Linked DNA regions of Zea mays: region 1 is linked to region 2. Evidence: chromatin contacts called from public Hi-C data. All regions are on one chromosome and are shown on one strand. The core of a region is the stretch at or near the end of the contact, and the rest is flanking DNA. Distances in the headings are between cores, read along the strand shown. Region 1 holds the start of LOC103646262 (eukaryotic translation initiation factor). Region 2 holds the start of LOC103646260 (indole-2-monooxygenase-like).

Region 1 (2,700 bases), core at 183-2,682, 210 kb after region 2:
AGAACCAAAAAAAGGTAGGCTACCCTTACAACCTTAATAGATAGTAGAGATTTCAGTTGATTTATGAATATCCAAAATATTTATCTTAGCAACACAGTTCAACAACACAATTTAGCAAATATAGCAGTGAATATTCAGCTATAGGGTAAATCGGGTGGGTCACAACATACCCTGCAACTTTGGTACAGTTGAAACTAGATATCAAGATTTTTTTAACTCAACAAACCACAGCGGCGGTTCAGGTAACAAAGCCGGAGAAGGGGCAATTTCCTCTTGCGATAGCACGCACAGTCGACTCAGTTGCAACTGCGGAGGGGAGGTTGTGAACAGCGAGATCTCTGGCGTCGGCAAAGTGCGGGAGAAAAACTGAGTCGAAGAAGGCGCCATTTATCTCCATCGGATGCTCGTTGAAGCGGAAGAGGTGGAGGTCGTGGAGAGGGAGGACGCGGAGTGGAGCTGACTGAGCGGTTGCTTTGGCGTCGTCGTGGAGGCGGAGGTTGCCGAAGGACAGGATGACCGCTGTTGTATTGTTTTGCTCTCTGGCCACGCTAAAGTTGGTGAAATATGGGCCGCACCATGGATAGGAGGACAGAATGCCAAAGGCCTGGTGAAGTCTGGAGGTACGAGGTACGGGTGTTAAAGGAAGAGGGATTGTTTCTTCTAACAGGACAAACAAAGGTGGCGCAATGGTTCAAAAGTGTGCATTAGAATGGCTAATTCACTTGGTTGGAGGTTTGATCCCTCGGTCTGGCGCCTTCTTTTAATGCGCGTGGACACTATTAAGGCTTGTTCGGTTATTTTCAATCCATATGGATTGGAGGGGATTGATACGGATTGGAGGGGATTTTGACTTACTGTGGATTGAAATCCCCTCAATTCCCCTCAACCCATATGGATTGGGGTAGAACCGAACAAGCCCTTAGGCCTAGTTTGGATACTCTTGGATTAGAGTGTTTTGGAGGGATTGAAGAGTATTTAAATCCTCAATAGATCAAAAACTCTCACAATACATCTCAATCCACTCCAATCCCTCTAATTCCTAGAGTATCCAAACTAGGCCTTAGGTGGTAAAATATAGCCGGTGGCAGAACAAGGTCAGTGGCAAGTTACCTTATAGCCTAACGACATTTTGAAGCGGCTTTAATATAATTGTGGTTTCTACAAAATTTTATCTCTATAAATTATAGCTGCAACAGTCCGAAGTCCGAACATTTACAGCATCTACGCCGGCTGCAGGGAAGCCGATTTTTTTAGTTTATGAATTATATAATTTTATTTATTGAATTATATAATTTTTAATATAAATACTGTATTTTAGCAACTCAAATCTACCTTATCCGCACCGCCCGAACGAGCGCACGCCGACGAGGGTGCGCGGACGCCAGGCCTCGTGGGCAAAACCTTGCACGCAATCACGAAACTACCCTCACCACATCGCAGCGAACTACGATACAGCCCCACAGCCCTAGCTCCACCGATAAAACCCCACCTCCTCCCGTAACCCGCGCCTCCCTTCCCTTCTCCTCTCTTCCCCGAAAGAGAGGTCGCGGACGGAACCCTTCCACCCTCACCTCATCCCACAACCTTCGATTCCTTCACGATCTTACCTCGCGCGCTCGCCGATTCCTCGATCGAGTCCCGCGCGATTCGCTTTCTGGTCGGATTCTCTCCCCCGAAGCATGCAGCCGGACCAGCCTGTGATCAGCTTGCGCCCCGGCGGCGGCGGCGGCCCGCGCGCCGGCCGCCTCTTCTCCCCCGCCTTCGCCACCTCCGTCTCTGGAGACTTCCTCCGCCCGCACGGCGGGGGCGCCTCCGGCATCTCCAAGGTGAGGAAGGCTCGATCTGGATGGATGACTTGCTATCCGTAGCGAGTTCGATTGGTCTGCGGCGGGGCGGGAGGCGGAGATCCGGGGGAAACGATCGGATCTCCTTTTTAGGGGCGCTACTTAATTGTAGATGAGCTTGTCTTGGTGCCTCGTCTCATTTCGTTGTCAGATATGGGGAGATTTAGTAGTCTTCACGCCTCTTAATGAGTTTTTATTTATAAGATGTTGGTGCGTACCAAAGGATTGATACTACCTGGGATGCGATTTGGTAGATTCTGATGCATGACATGCTCCTGCCCAGGGATTCAACCCTTAGGGCTTCACTTCCGCTTGTATGTGGTCTTTGGGATACTATATGATGTGGCTAAGCAGTTAACACGAATCTTGCTTTCATTGTTATGTTGTTTATATTTCACACATGGAATTGTACTTTGTAGGTTCAACTGTTTTGTACACTGTGCACCCTGCTTCGACTGGGTTAATTTTCTTTAGTGTTTCACATACTATAGCTAATGTGAAGTTACAATGGATCTGTAGACTTATTTGTGCTACTCTGACATTGCTAATATCTTGGTGCAGATCGGAGATTCACATTTTGAGCCACGTGAGCGTGTTCGATACACAAGAGATCAACTTCTCGAGCTGCGTGAGGTATTTAATATCTGATGCTTCATACAAAGCCAATTTGTGGGTTTGAAGATTGCTACAGATGTCTTCCTAGATGGGTCACTTATATGGTTTTAAAGAATAGCACATATAATGTAGCTTGTCATATCTGAAGATTGCAGAAATTCTCTTGGAATATTATTGTATATCGGGCCTGTGGCAAAAAGAGCACACACACATTGAGAAAATGTACCCCCTCTTGCAACTG
Region 2 (2,700 bases), core at 197-2,696:
GCGTCACGTTATGGATCCGGAGGGACTCTTTTGTGACGGCCCTCAGGTAGGCCATGTGCTCCAGGCTGTCTTCGCCGACGACTCCATCATGCCCCTCGGGCGTGCTGCTCCTTACCTCGGCTTGGAGCTTGTTCATCACTCGTGGTTTCCGCATGAGCTCAGCCATGGTGAACTCGAGCAGCGAAGATGTGGAGTCTATCCCCCCGATAAACACGTCCTGCAGGAGAGCTTTCATTTGCTCCCTCGTAATATGGCCGTACTCCTGTCGAACGGAGAGCAAGACATGTATGAAGTTATCGTCATCATCGTCCTTGAGATCACTCGCCGCCGCCGCCTCATACTTGCTCTCACGATCCTCGATCAGCCTATCGAGTAGCTCGTCCCACCTCCTCCTCAGTCTCTCGGACTTGGCGCGGACCAGCTTGCTGAGCACGCCGAAGCGAGCCAGGAAGGGGAAGAAGTCCTCGACGTTGAAGCCGACCAGCAGCTTGGTGGTGTCGAGGACAAGCTCCCGGAACAGCTTGTTGCGACCCTCGCTCCGGAAGGACTTGCCCATCACGGCGCGGCACGCTAGGTCGTTCGTGAACGAGCCGAGCAGCTCGCCCACGTCCACCGCCGCACCAGCGGCCGCCGCCTCGGCGATCCGGCCCATCACCACGCTCACCTACCACCAGTAGTCCAGACGTCCAGTACCAGGCAGGCACAGCGTGTGTGTCGGCCGCGTCAAATAACCGCAGTACGTAACTAACCACGCGTAGAAAATTCCATTCATGAATCATGATCAGGTAGGTACCTCTTCTTCCCGGGCGTGGCGGAACGACTGCACCCTGTTGACGCTGAGAAGGTGCGTGGTGATGAGCTTCCGCCCCCGCCGCCAGCAGTCGCCGTGCGGCGCGAACCCGACGTCGGACGGACCGTACAGGACGACCTCGGAGACCAGGGCGTGCGGCCGCGACGCGAACACGTGGTCGTGCGTGCGCAGCACGGCCTCGGCGGCGCTGGACGACGACACGACCAGCACCGGCGTGGAGCCCAGGCGGAGCAGCATGAGGTCCGCGCCAAGCGTCCTGGCGAGGCTGCGGAGGGAGACGTGCGGGAGAGAGCCGACGAGGTGCAGGTGGCCGAGGACAGGCACTGCCGGAGGCGACGGCGGGAGGCTCTGCTGCCGATCTGCAGGCTGCCGGTGGCCCCTTGTCCTCTTGGTATCGAACATTAGTGTTGTTGCTCGCGCGTTGCGCATGATGAGGAAGAGGAAGGGAGAGAGGAGCAGCAGCAGAAACAATGCTCGTAGACTCGTCACCTCATAAACGAACTGCTGCCCTGCCAGGTTCTCCATGGTAACGAAATGGTGCCGCCGCTCCGGTTTACAGAGCTCGATCGATATGGAGCTTGATATATCGCTTGCCACTTGCGAGTAGAAGACGGACACCATCGACGACCACATCATGTGTATACGTCACTCACGTGATACAAACATTTCGAATTTATTATTATTTAGAGCGATGGGATTTGGAAAGACTGTAGGCAATGATTAACCCCTAAGGCTATCTATAGTCTGACCACATATTTTTATATTTAAATTTTAGGCCCCGTTTGGTTTGAGAAACTAAAGATTAGTCCCTCTATTTTAGTCTCATTTAGTTACTAAATTATCAAACGGTAGGACTAAAACAGGGACTAAATTGCTTTAGTCCTTAGTCCCTGAAGATGTGGCTAAAAGGGACTAAACCATATTAATTCCACATTTGCCCCTCATTTAATTCAATTATACTAATAACAGGAGAATGTTAAAGGCTATTATAGTCTTTTTATGTGTCATTTAGTATATTCTTATTAATTTTAGTCCCTAGAACCAAACATGTTAGAGACTAAACTTTAGTCTCCTAACTAAACTTTAGTCCCTAGACTAAAGAAATAAGCATGGCCTTAATCTATGAATAATACAATCTAAGTTGTAAAATCGTGTTTTAAATGATCATATGGTAAACTGCTAGATAGGTTGTAATCACCCTAAAGGCTATCTCTAGTGGCTCTTCTATCTTATTACATTTCTCGCCTTCTATTTCAAACTTCACTCTATAAATAATGATATCTATACGACCATATTTACGATCTACCAAATACATATTAAACATTTATAGACACCCTAAAACTATAACGGTCGTCCCTAAAAGACACCCTAAATTTAGAAGCAGACCCTCCTACCCCTAAATCTAGTATGTTCACTCTCTTTCCCCTAAATTTTTTATGCTCTAAATTAAAAATTAAACATGGAACTAATATGTGTACCTTTTTAGACTATGACAAATACATATATGAAAAAAATAATTTAAAATATACTAGAAATATGGTGTATTATGTATAGGGAGATGATTTAGAGATACTAGTACAATGCACGTGTGTTGCACGGTATGTCAATCATCGGTCCAGTGGCAAATCAATGTGATAGACCCTCCCGACAAAAAAATAAATTTAAAATTAAAGTGGACCCTCCCCATAAAGTAAAATTAAAATTAAAGTGGGCATATGACCCACATGCCAGATATTAAACTGCATATACTACACTTTATCTTAACCAAAAAGTCGAGAAAGGCATGGGTTAAAAAGAAGACATACCCCTTTTATAGCATGCTCGGCTGCTCGTCCTCCTTCAATTAGTGAGGTGGTTGTTGAGCACCAGGTTTGGCACCTGGGCACGGT

What was found. Hi-C and Micro-C count contacts between places; a contact is called where the count stands out from the background.
Region 1: a contact with region 2 is called in a Hi-C map of leaf, with 6 times the contacts expected there. The contact joins the promoter of LOC103646262 here to the promoter of LOC103646260 in region 2. A contact is called at or near these places in 3 of 25 Hi-C or Micro-C datasets (leaf and tassel) and 1 of 3 datasets of contacts at active chromatin or transcription factors (leaf).

The regions. Positions count from the first base shown.
Region 1 is chr2:33,815,598-33,818,297 of Zm-B73-REFERENCE-NAM-5.0, forward strand. It overlaps LOC103646262 (eukaryotic translation initiation factor), which reads left to right and starts at 1,433. Exons shown (of 9, transcript XM_008670990.3): 1 at 1,433-1,826; 2 at 2,406-2,477. The coding sequence starts at 1,680. It also overlaps the pseudogene LOC109944149.
Region 2 is chr2:33,600,789-33,603,488 of Zm-B73-REFERENCE-NAM-5.0, forward strand. LOC103646260 (indole-2-monooxygenase-like) reads right to left here and starts at 1,447. Exons shown (of 2, transcript XM_008670988.2): 1 at 794-1,447; 2 at 1-664. The coding sequence starts at 1,447. It overlaps LOC111590966 (U2 spliceosomal RNA), which reads right to left and starts at 2,596; the gene lies at 2,405-2,596.